Regions from separate parts of the Siniperca chuatsi genome. Here region 2 is linked to region 1. The links are chromatin contacts, called in public Hi-C maps. All regions are on one chromosome and are shown on one strand. Each heading gives the region's core, a stretch centred on a gene start, on an enhancer-like site or on the middle of the called end of the contact. The rest is flanking DNA. Distances are from core to core; before and after follow the strand shown.

What was found. A called contact is a pair of places that touch in the nucleus more often than the background predicts.
Region 2: a Hi-C map of skeletal muscle shows a contact between it and region 1, with 4 times the contacts expected there. The contact joins the promoter of rnf217 here to the promoter of LOC122862851 in region 1. A contact is called at or near these places in 2 of 3 Hi-C or Micro-C datasets (skeletal muscle and an unstated tissue).

The regions. Positions count from the first base shown.
Region 1 is chrLG16:12,321,289-12,327,791 of ASM2008510v1, forward strand. LOC122862851 reads right to left here and starts at 4,078. Exons shown (of 10, transcript XM_044168652.1): 1 at 3,871-4,078; 2 at 3,678-3,746; 3 at 3,350-3,471; 4 at 3,144-3,204; 5 at 2,829-2,981; 6 at 2,023-2,112; 7 at 1,836-1,904; 8 at 1,269-1,310; 9 at 787-990; 10 at 1-489. The coding sequence starts at 3,738. The coding sequence ends at 143.
Region 2 is chrLG16:12,462,727-12,469,039 of ASM2008510v1, forward strand. It overlaps rnf217 (probable E3 ubiquitin-protein ligase RNF217), which reads left to right and starts at 3,579. Exons shown (of 7, transcript XM_044169518.1): 1 at 3,579-4,748. The coding sequence starts at 3,756.

The DNA of each region.
Region 1 (6,503 bases), core at 2,828-5,327:
AAAGTTTTCTGCAATCTGTAAATGGTCTAAATCAATCAAATTTGCTGTTATATTTTTGCTGTTGATTCAATCCATTACATATTGTTTACTTGTGATGTGAACTGAAATAATACCATCATGACCACCAACAACACTGCCAACTCTACTTTCGGAAGAAATTAAATAAACCGCCACTACTGTCATGGTTAGAACCCTTGTTGTTACCATCACCACTGACATGTGTACTACCAGTACTACCACTCCAACCAGTCACACCCACAGCATTTCCACTGGTATCTTTACGTCTAACATTGTACTCCAGTAATTTGTTTCGTATCTCAGAGACAGCATGATCATTTTCTGGACACTTCAGTAATCCACGCACGGTCTCGTGGTAGAAAACGTTGACATGCAACACAACTTTAGTGTCATAATTCCATGTTCTCCTAGATGTTGTATACTTGACCTCATGTGTGTGGTGCATCAACACCAGAATGACAGGTTTATCTCCTGTGGACACCAAAAGAGAGGAAGGAGTATGAGATAGTGAGGATGGAAAATTGCAGCATAGAGCAGTGTGGAATGCAATTCTGAGAGACTGGCCACAAATCATAATCAAAAGGTTTATATTTCTTTAAATTGTAGGTACCTAAAGATTCACTTTTACCCATAAATCAATATGTCAATGACTTAAGTCAGAAAGAAACATGTAATTACAAACTCACAGAATGATAACTGAAGATAAAAACCAAATCGCAAACTAATTATATACAAGTTCCATTTCAATAAGAAAAATCCTTCCCATACCTTTAACATCAGTCATGGCTGCTTCAACATCTGAGCCAATGCGTGAACTGATTGGGCAGAAGACAATAGTGATCTGGTAATCCTCACTGCTTTCAGTGAACTTACAGCGGTGAGAAAACCAAGCCTGACCTTGATCTTTCACTTTGTCCATCAGCTGTTGATGGGCACCAAAGGTTTGACCGCTAATAAACATCTGGTACCTCGCTGCAGTTTTATAAAGAAAAAAATTATGAGGCTTTAAAAAAATCTTTTCATAAACTGAAGGCATGTTCATTGTGCCAGTTCAATGATACATTTCAACTCCTGTTTCAAACAAACAGTGACAATATCTCATAAGACCCACTATCATCACACTGAAATAGACTGAGTACAATATTGCTATAAGGAAGGTTATTAGTTAACCCTTCTTCTTAGGATACTGTACTGACAGCCTGCAAAGCTAACACAACCTAACTTTTAACTGTCTAATTATCAACACTCACCTTCCCAAAGGTCCTGTGTAGACAACACGGTGGAGAAACCTCCTAATGAGAAAGACATTCACCGTCAATGGCATACTTTTAACCTTTTTATCAATCAGAGTGTAGATTAATTTATGTTTACGAAAAGAAATCTGGAATTTGACTTCAAGCAGCTGTTGTGCAAAGGTCCAAAGTCAGATATGATTCCCCAACACACACTTTAACCCCACTATGGGCTTTGTCTATGATTCACTCTACTGGATTCAAGGATATAGTAAATAGTAGGATAAAGTGTTTTTAAATTTGTTGATAAATGGCCTGACAGACATGGTCACTAAACATTTGAAGCTCAAAATATTTTCAGCTTTAATAGTGCAATAGAGAGCTTTATTTTGAGTTAAAACAGAATCGAAAAGTCAATACTACAAATTACATACAGTATATGTGACACCAGATTCAGTCAGACAATTACAGTACTCAACCAAATGAAGCGCATTAATGGGGCTGCTGTTGTAGACATTAACAAACATTAACATGAGATAATATTATGTGTAATGAAAGTATGAAGAGGAAGAAAGTTAGATTTACTTTGATGGCCACCAGTTGGGCCAGTAGAATAGGGCACCTTTGGACCACTGGCGTCTGAGGTATCTGTGTCTGTGTCACATTAAAAAGCATAAATGCACTTAGTGACTCTAAGACTCTAATAACTCTAAGCGAATACTACTCATTAAACATGTCATGAAAGTGTGAGGAGGAAAAAAGTTAGATTTACTTTGAGATCCGTGTGGATGGCCACCAGTTTGGAAATTGTAGGGCTCCCCTGGACGACAGTTGTCTGAGGTACTTGTACCTGACAAAGAGCCTGTTAGGTACAATGGCATAATGAAATTACTGACTCCAAATAAAATAATGAAATAAAATTGATTAGCTTAACACCTATTTGTGAATATAGAAGGAACAGACTAAATTGGTGCAGGGTGGACAGATGTTTACCCTGCAACCAGAAGGCCACAATCTGTGATGACACATTCTAAACTCAAGATTCACTGACTAGCTTTTTCCAGGGCTTTTGACTGTATCCAACAGCCTTCTTCAGCAAAGCACAGGTGGTCGTAGGTGGTGAATGTTTGTGGTAAGTGCTAGATGTTCTCACAGCAGTGGATTTTGAGATGACACCTGAGCAAGTTACATTCGTTGAATAAGGCAGTGGGATACAGTCAAATGCTCTGGAAAAGAAGCTAGTGAGTGAACCCTGAATTTGGAATATTTTATTACAGATATTTGCTTCCAGTCAAGAATGAACCTCCATGCTTATATTTGATCTCTGCATTTTACTGTGTGTCTATCAACAGCATGAGTGAAAGCCAACCTGTGCACTCACTGTACTCTAATGAAAGGATAAAACATCACCTAAATCCCTTCCGTCAAAGCTTTTAATCAGCTTTGATTTATCAGATTAAATACAACTGACTGTAAAATTGTTTGAGTTTCAGTTTCTCCATGATAATGATGAGGTTTCTTATACACTTAAGATATAATGATATTAGAATAAAACAAAAACAAAAACTGCATTATAACCTTTGTCAGATTCCTGAGCTGGCTGATTTTGGCTGAATTCTTCCAGAAGACCAATATGAGCATCAAGGAAACTCTGGACACAATTCATCTGGGTCTTCATGTCCTTCAGGATACGGAGGTAATCAACCAAGACCCCACTGTTAGTTAGAGCAGCTGGAGGGAGAGAATCAGGTTGCACGTGTTGGAATTTGGATGACTATATAACACACAGTTACATATGTTCCCTCCACCAACATGGTCCAATAAACACAAATAATAAATAGCAGTAACATGTGAAAATGAAAGCAACTGCTGGCAAGGCTGTACAGTACATACCCCTGAAAGATTCATGTGGGATGAAACCTTTCAGATCTCTTATCAGCACATCAATTGGCTTCTGAAAATATTATATTACAGAAAAATCCCAATGGAGCATTTGACTTGTACATTGTACAATTCCTAGTAACCAGTTTCTATCCAAGTTATTTACCTCTTTTCAAATCTCTTTTATCAGTCCTACACATTTCAACTTGTTAGCTCACCTGCTTGTGAATTATTTCAAAGATGGTCCTTCTCATTTTAAGTTTCTTAGGTCCAGGAAACAGCTCATGCAGGTCTTCTCGAGTCAGTGACTGGATATCCGAGTCAGTGTGCAAGTCTGCCTCTAATTGTGGTTAATGATAACAGATTTATATTCAGTTTACCACATTTAATTTTCTAGTTGTTTTTTTGTTTCCAGCACCAATGTGCACCAGGTATCTCTGAGGACGGAAAGCTTAACTGTGCTCATAAAACTGCACCCACATACTGTAACTATGTTCATGGTTTATTTGTTAGACCAATCACCCTCTCTAAAAAATAGTCACTTACCTTTCAACACACGGGCTGCTTCTGGGTCGGTGCTCCTTATTTCCTTCAGTAAAACTGACATGACTTTACCTGTAGAAAAAGAAGACATAAAAACAGAAAAAGGCAGATTTATCACATGGATTTCAGTGTATATCGTGTATATAAATATACAAGAGAGAATGCGGTGGGAGGAAAGAGAAAGATAAAGACAAACCTTTGAACTGGTCGATTCACACGATAGATGATTGACTGAAATAATTTGGTGTAAAGTGTCCACCGTTGCTTAAGTCAGCCGTCAATTTAACCAAAACAAAATATCCTAGATCATATTTTCACTCTACCTTCGTAAAAATGATACTCACCGTTTACAGTCAACAGAAAGCGAAAGCTAAAGAAAGTGACTGTTTCCTCACTTCGTGACATGGAGGACGCTTCAAACGATCATTGGTCGCTGGAGTAGAGTGACACATCTGACGTCCCGCCCACGTCAAGCGGCTCTGAGACTTAAAAAAAAAGAAACTGAATAAAACTATGATATACGAAGAAAAATGTGTGTTGCTATGCATTGTAAAGTACAAAATATGATTTTAATCATTACATATATTAAATTATATTTTTCAGCATAATATATAGCCTACATTAGTGCGCATGCGCCAACGTGCATGCTGCCAGTTGCCGTAGCTCCGTCTCGTCGTCTTACTTTTTCTACCTGTATTATAGTGTATTATATTTTTTGCTTAGTACTTCTATTCCTGTGTGCACTGACGTGATAGTGAGCTGCTGTAGCAAAAGAGTTTCCCCTCGGGGATCAATAAAGTATTCATCTATGTTAATCTATCTTAAGCTATCTTTATTTATCCCAGAAAAAGTGGCATAGCATACTATACTGTACATTTACTCAGCAACACATTCACATCATCGTTTTATAGGCTGGAGAAACTATTTTGTCTATTGCCTGCCAGATCCGACCAAGATTTCCCCAGTTGGTTCAGTCCGGTTCCTTTTGAGCTCCAGGCTGCTGCTAATTAGAGCAGTGCTTTATCACTATAGATTCTTCCAGCTGTGCGTCACAGCCTAAAAGTGGCATCATGTTTCAGTAACACAGCATGTAAAGCCAGCAGGGTGCAGCACTGTACAGCTTTTCTCACCACACTGCAACATCTCTTAACCTGATGAAATAATTCAATGTCATATGCACTTCAGTGACATACAACAACATACAACATACTTGTTGGCGTTTTGAAAAATGATATTCTCTGCTCTGTATGGGTGTATCAATATTTTGGGTGCCGGACACCAGCAGTCCTCAGTTTCAAAAACCAAGACATCATCTGAAATAAGAATCAGAGGACCAAAGCCAGCTGATTAATTTGGGTTGCTGTATTGTATAAGAATCTTTTTGGGCATTTTAAACATCTTCTCTCTGCTCATTAAACTTTCTGCTGCTTTTAAAGGGTTAAAGAGGATGACAGGACGTGATTGGGTATTACTGAAGCTCACCCCAACTCCAATTGCTGTTATGCTTAATATCATCTTTTTTTTTTTTTTTTAAACCCACTTTTTGGCCCATCTAGGCTAAAGTCAGCACTGATTACATTGTCATTACATTATATTTGCCAATATTATGTTAACATGTCCACAACGGTAAAAGCACATTGCCTTGCTCCACAGACACAGTATATAGTGTGTGTGTGTGTGTGTGTGTGTGTGTATTCATCTGTTTCTCGCTTGCTTGTCTGCAGGTTTGGACAGCCACAGTCTCACCAGAAACTTTGGGCCTCTCAGAGGGAGTGACACTATCAACACGGTACTTCAGTTCCGAATTTACATGACGCTAACAAGCTGTATGTTCTGTCTTTACAGTCAGCCATAGCGTTGAGAGCTGAGAAATAAGAGCCCTTGAAACCAAAAGCAGATCTGTGTTTGTCTGGTGCGTCCAGTGCCATTTGCCAGTGTGTGTCTGCAGGTGTTGGAAGCTGAGCCCTGTTGGCAGACAGCGGCAGTAGGTGAAGTGTTTTTCTCTCCTGTGCCTTTCCGCGGGGGGCGAGACAGCTCCTGGTGGCTTTGCTTAGTCTCCTTCATGTATGGTGGTGGAATAAAAGACAGTTTTTTGCGGATCTGACTGTGTAACATAGCGCTCTCTGTGTAATGACATGCAAAGTCTGTTGGAGACTGTGAAAATGTGAGACTACTCCAACAGCTTAAGAGGGGCAGCTGAGCTGGTTTAGATATTAGCTTCAGTTTTTTGAAGCCTCTTCAGTGGCATCTTTGAACAGAACACAAACATTAATTATGTCAATAGAAGGATTAAAGCTTTATTTGCAATGTGTACAGCTGAAGTGTTTTGATATTTTCAGTCTTTTCAGCTTTAATGAATGAATAAATAAATAATTACTTAACCATACATATAATGGCAGGTTCAGTGGTCTTCCCTATTTTCACAAGCAGTGGCAAACTTTAGCCAGAAGATGGTAATCAGGTATCAGAAGTCCATCTGTTTGATTCAGCAAATGCAGGAATCTTAATAGAGAAGTTTCAGGGGATGATTTGGCCTCCAGCCTAACTTTCAGATCATGCCAACTCTGCGGTGCATCAGCAGATTTAAGGATGGAGCCAACAGTTAACACAAACAGATGTCTCGGTCTTACTTGCTGGTCTCATTTACGACTATCAAGATTATATCAAACATGTTTGATTCTGAATAAGTGAGTAGAGATTTATTTATAGAGCACTTTTTCAAAACTAGTGCTTCACAATAAAAAGCAGTAACACAAATAAAATTGAACAAAAACAGAAATAACATCAAAGAAAAGAGATTGAAGGAATCTTGACAAGTTAAAAAAAGCC
Region 2 (6,313 bases), core at 2,329-4,828, 140 kb after region 1:
AACGGTATCTGTCCAAAATCTTTCCCCATAAAATATGATCCAGTTTCACCAAAATCACTGAATAAAGTTTTTGTGTTTTTGTACAGTAATCAGTGAGGCCCACCCCCAAGAAACACTCTGCTTCAGCGTCTATCGTTTTTCCAACCTAATTCTTGTGGTCTGATAAACAGTAAATTCATCAAATTAAGTGCCCAATATTGCTGCTTTAACCAAAACCTGTGAATAAAGTTATAATGTTGTGTTTTACAGTAAGGCCTGCCACCCAAAAACTACATGAAGACCAACTTCCGCTGCTGAGATCACGTGATTTACTGCCAACTGCAGAGATGCTCTTGCGGAGATCTGCCATTTTGTGTCTGCAGCTAGGTACTTTTGAAATAAGGTCCCATGGGGGACACCGGAAGGTGAGGGACTTCACCTCTCTATCGCGTTTTGATTCAAATGTTGCTAAATCCTGATTGGTGCACAGAAGTATGTGATATCACCTCCTGCCATCTGAGCCACATACACTTTAACCCAGTAATAAAAATAACCAAAACTGTTCTAACTGACAGAAAATTTTGCATTCACGTAGGATCCCATCACTTATTAAAGAAGGGTCTTTAAGTATTGTCATTTGTGCTTGCACAATTACTCTAAAAAGGAAACATAGCTTTAAAGGGCAAAAACTGCATGTCAATAATTACAGTACATGATCAAGCAGAAACATCACACAAGAGAAAAGTGTAGGATCCAGAACAGAACCCTGAGGTACTCCACAGCTAAGCTCAGCTTTCTTATATAAGTAGTAGACAACTGCTTATCTTAGAAAATAAACAAAATGTCTTAAGTTCCTACAAATCTTCTAATACTCTTCTAATAACGTTATTCCTGCTGCCGCAGAAGAGACAATTATGTTAGAGGAGCATTTAGAGACTGCAATAACACATAATCGTAATACATTAAGCAACTGTTCACAGTGTCACTACATCAGTGCAGGAACATGCTGCTGACTGCCAGTGAAAACAGTAATATCCAAACTGTCTCTGTGGCTCTGGGTTGATTTGTTAATGTTCACCACTGACTAGAACCATCTATGTTGGTTTAACTCCTTCTCTTTTTATGATGGTTTTCCCACAGGTGACTGACTGTATATAAACTACACAGTTGGGAATAAAGTAGACTGTGGAGAAGGAAAGTCTGTACTGTGTCCTCTGTTCTCTGCCACCTTTCAGACATTTTTTGTACTTTCTATGACTTCAAATTATTTACATTTGCTTCATTATGCGTGTGAATGACAAAGTATTCACATTCACAGAGTTATAGCTCTTAAGCTAAACCTGTTGAAACAGGATCCTAAAAGGCAGCTAAGGGCAACATTTAAAACCCTGATAGCTTTCTCCTTCAGTTCAGTACATCCGTGTCTCCTTAAGTTGCACGCACACACACACAGAGCCATTGCCAGGAAGCACTATTGTTCCTTTGCTGAGGAAATATACCAGTAAGAGGAGTAGAGTGGGTGGTATTCTTACATCCTCATCTAGCACTCAAAGGTAAATTCAATGTTTAAATCCCTGAGAATAATGGTGCTAAAGTAAAACATGAAACATCTACCCAATTAAGACTAAACACTTCTTGAGTGAGAAAAAAAATCCCTCTTTATGTAGATGCATTAGGCTGAGTTTAAGATGGAGTAAAAGCTCATTGTTGGAAGTACTTTAAATATCTGTTTGTAGCCTGCAGAGCGGGTTGGCTGGCTTTATGTAATAAGCTGAGACTCGCACTTGTAAATGCTTTTTTAACATTGTTGGCATTCTCCACTAAAACCAATTGGGCACAGCCAGGACAAGCAAACTAATTACCGTGTGGCTTGCGCCCTATGGCATTAATGAGGAATTGTAACAGAGCTAACAACCCATTTTACAGGCGCCCCAGTTAGGTTTATTTGAAAGTTGTGCCAACAGCGCTGAACTAAAAATGGGTCTGTCTAAATTACTTTCATTCTTATGTGTTCAAATGTCACTTTCCCTGTCGAAATGAAATGAATTCTGGCTAAAGGGGGATTTTATGAAGTTGAGAATCGTGTGTGTGATGCAATGAAAAGTAATAGCTCTACAAAAACTACCTTTCAAAAACTATATTTAGCCTGGAACTAGTCTGCTGTTACTACATTACTACTACCACCAGTAATGATATAGTGGAGAGAATAATAATGAGATTTCTTCAATTACATTTTTTTCCTGACGGATCCAGACTGACAGATCCAGTTACTTGCAGATGTGCACACATGGACTTCATCTGGCAAACCTCTGGCTGAAAGGTTTTGCCCCTCTGAAGTATACCACCATAAACAGTATATAATTAACAAGGATGGTTTTGTTGATGTGAAGCACCAATAACCAGGCCCTGCGACTGTATCATTCAACACCAGAGCTGCAGTTATGAAACAGCAGTTCAAGTCCAACTTGCGCAAAATCTTTTTCACAGCAGACATCTTGGCTTGTCATGGCAGGAAAAGCACAGGCGGAACTGATAACGTTAAAAAAATGACTGCATTCCATTTAGGTGAGCCAGTCCCAGGATCCTGGTATTGTGCATGCTGGCTCATTGTCGTCGCTTACTGGTCACTTGACGGAACTGAGCCATCATTACCAAACTGTGTTTCACCTCTGCTTTTCCTGCTATGACAATTCAAAATGTCTCCCGTGAAAAAGGTCTATTGGCAAGACAAGCAACAGCAGCAATAGTTAAGAATCTCATATGAGACGTGCGCCATCTCCAGGCAAAGAAGCACTCTTTACACTTGAGGATGAGTGTTATAACTGCGGTTTGGGGCTTTTATAAAATTGAAGATTCACTCTCAACCTTGAAAATAGTAGTTTGACAAAACAATCCTAACTCAAGGTCCACTTTCAACCACATCTCACGTCTTCATCAGCAGGCAGAGTTTGCTCAGTTGTCATAGCGATGTCATGGCTCGGTTCATAATTAAAATAACTCATAAAGCTGCTGTTAAGTGGTAGAACAGCTAGTGAGCTCCAAACTGCAGACAATAGGCTACTACTGTACTGTGCAGCCTTGGACACATCTAATCCATGATAACAGATGATGTGATGCATTAATAACACATATTATGTATTTTACATATGATACGGTTGTTTCTAGGAACCACTGCAGCAACTTTGCCCCGGGGCAAAAATGAGCTGGTGGCCCCTGTTAATCCCTGTTCCTCACACTCTCAGTGCAGTGTGCACAGATTTTCTATGCTGTTATACTTTGGGATTTGATTAACACATTCGTGTAGGGATATGCAACACATTTACACAAAACTGAAACAATTCAGGTCTTGTCAATTAGATTTTGACACAGGGGCTCTTCTCAAGACAATGACCTTAAGATTGGGTGATAAAGCAGGGTCCACTTTATAATTTCAGTGGATATTGGCAAACAGATGTTCAATTAAACTCAAACCAATTGACACCCAGTAAAGCTGGAGCATGTGGGGGCCCTGGAGCTCTGGGGACCCGGTGCAAAAAGCAGCCGTGGCCACCTTTGCTTCACATCCACTGTGATATTTGCCTAATCCCTGCATGCTTGTGCCAATCTGCCAAGGCTGCACTCCACCACTAGGCTTCCCATCGGCCTATCGCCGCTCTCCTCCATGCTGACGACGAGACCCGGAAGCCCCGAGCTGCCTGCTTTGTTTTGTTTTGGTTGCAGGAGTTGGATAAGAGGCAGACAGGCAGAGGTCCGTGCGGGAGAGATCCGCTCACTAAATGGGGAGAGCCATATCGGGGATGGAAGATGACGGACCGATAGCTGACGCATGTAAAATGCCGAGTTTTATCAGCAGTTTCGAGGAGGGGAGGGTGAAATTGTCCCGCAACCTGCCGACAGAAACTTCCTTCACGGACAGCAAAGTTGAGCGGTCGGTCAGAGATTTGAGCAGTCGCATCACCAGATCAAACTCACGGTTATCCCTGGACGGAGGTGAGAGGGAGTCGGAGGAGAGGAGCAGCGAGGAGGAGAAGGATGCGAAGGGCAACAACAACAACAACTGCAACGGCGGAGGAGGAGGAGGAGAGAGGAGGAGGGCGAGCGCCGTCGAGATTCTGAGGAGGAATTTCGGGGTTTCAAAATCTCCCTCTCTCCGTTTAAACACAAACAGTCGGATGCAGTGCGGCGCCGAGCACGAAAACCACGAAGGAAACGTTAATAACGACGTTACAAACGGTTATGGAAGTGAGTGTGGCGACTGTAAAAAGTCGGACCGTGAAACGGGCGAAGCAGTGACTGAAAACGAGCCAACCTTGAGCGACTTGACGACTTCGGATGTACCAGGAGTTGGATTTGTAACCGTTACAGGTCAGTGCCATCATAAATGTGACAGCGACAGCAACACAGTCACTCTAGATGAGCCTGTTAATACTAAAGAACACGTCTACTGCACTGTGTACTGCATCGCTAACGACAGTCATCGAAAAGATGTTGAAATCACAGACGATGAAACGGTCACCTCTGACGCACCAGAAATGGACTTGGAGACAGGACAGGAAGCGGACTCGAGTCCCGAACCGGCACTGTACATATTGGACGATCTGGTGGATCCTTTCGGGGATATGGCCCACCGACTGTCCATGGAACAGGCCGGTGCAGAGACTACGATGCAGAGTTGCCGGGTGTGCCTGGAAGGGAAATCCATCGCACCCCTGCCCTGCTGCAGGAGGGCCGTGTGTGATGAGTGTCTGAAACTCTACGTCAGCTCCCAGGTTGGTAGGAGGAGGGGAGGGCGGGGGGTTGTATAGTGCAGAAGGGTGTCACAGGGCTGTTGTTGAGCCTGCCTCAGAACCAGGCACACACACACACACACACACACACAAAATGTGTTATGTTTGGCATCTTATCTACCCCAGGGCAGGGGCATGACTAGAAATTCTGGGAACTGTTGAACAATAATACCCTGGGCCCTCACCAGGAGCTGGCATTGAACAATCTGATCCTGAGTGATCGATTAAGGGTCTAAATGGGTTCTAATAAGGACAAAATGATTATTAAAATGTCACAGGCCAACATCTGAAGGTCTGCTCATCTTGTGATAACAACTGTTTTCCTGAGAATCTGGGTCACTGACACATTCTGCGCGAATATTTGGGGACAGGAATGGTTTTCACAATAGCTTACTTTGTGCGCTGTCGGGTTTATTCAGCAGAATGTCCTTCTCTCAGGCTCACCTTTTTAAGGAAGATTTCCCCCTCAGATACACTACTTGTATTCTGTTGTGCATTATTAGTCCAGTCACAATCCAACAAAGCACAACTGTGTCCTTATGCCTGAGCGTAAGACATTTTTTAAGTCAGCCAAAATAGGTCACAATAGCGACACAACATATCTTGTGGCTACAATGCATTCTGGTCTAATTAGTTTACTGGGCTATTTCCCCCTGCATGATTTTTGAAAGTTGGTGCAAAATAAAGAGTTAAGTGAGAGCTCCTGTTCATTGATTTTAGCGACAATTTACATCAAAAGTCAAGGAAATTAATAACAGATGGATGAAAGGTTGACTTCCGTTAGTTCAGCGTAGCTTTCATGGAAAAATGGACTCAGCAATAAAAGGCAGACAGCCAATCGCTGCTCCCTAATAGAGCTAAAGTGCTTCAGGATGAATTTTATTTTTTTTTGTCTTCAAGTGCCTTGTTCATGAACTGGTGCCAGTCAGCAATATTCTGATCATCATCCCAGTTTTGATAAACCTGTATGCTGCCCCTGTTTCCCACATTTTACGAGTTGGGGAGAAGTTACGAGCTTAGGTCCTTGTTACTGTTACTATAATCTGCTTTACTCTTTTTAGATAAACCAGTTTTTATCAGTCATCCAGACTCCTCCTTTTATCTGCAATTATCTTGCTTTGATAACAAGTCATGAATAATCCTACAAACACAGAGACACGCACACTCTCTGATAAGCATGCTGAGAATGAGATAAGGGTCGTGTAAACTGTCCTGTGTAGGTGGATATTTTTTCCCGTTAATGTACTGCAAACTTATTTTAGCACTCATGCTTGGTGTTAACTCTCAGTAGGTACAGTAAGCATTATGTCAGAGAGATCAGATTACGCGGTCATAGATAGGACCCTTGGAGGGGATTCAGTACCTTGCTCCTGGGCACTTGGGCAGAGATGGTAGGCAGGGTAGATGGATGCAGCAGGAGACTGGATTGCACTGGTTTGGTGCCCAACCATGTTGTTGTGCCAGGGATTACATTTATGTTATTTACCAGCCTCCTCAAATCAAGGCAAATATTGTTTGGCTTTTATCAAGAATTATAAATAGGTTAT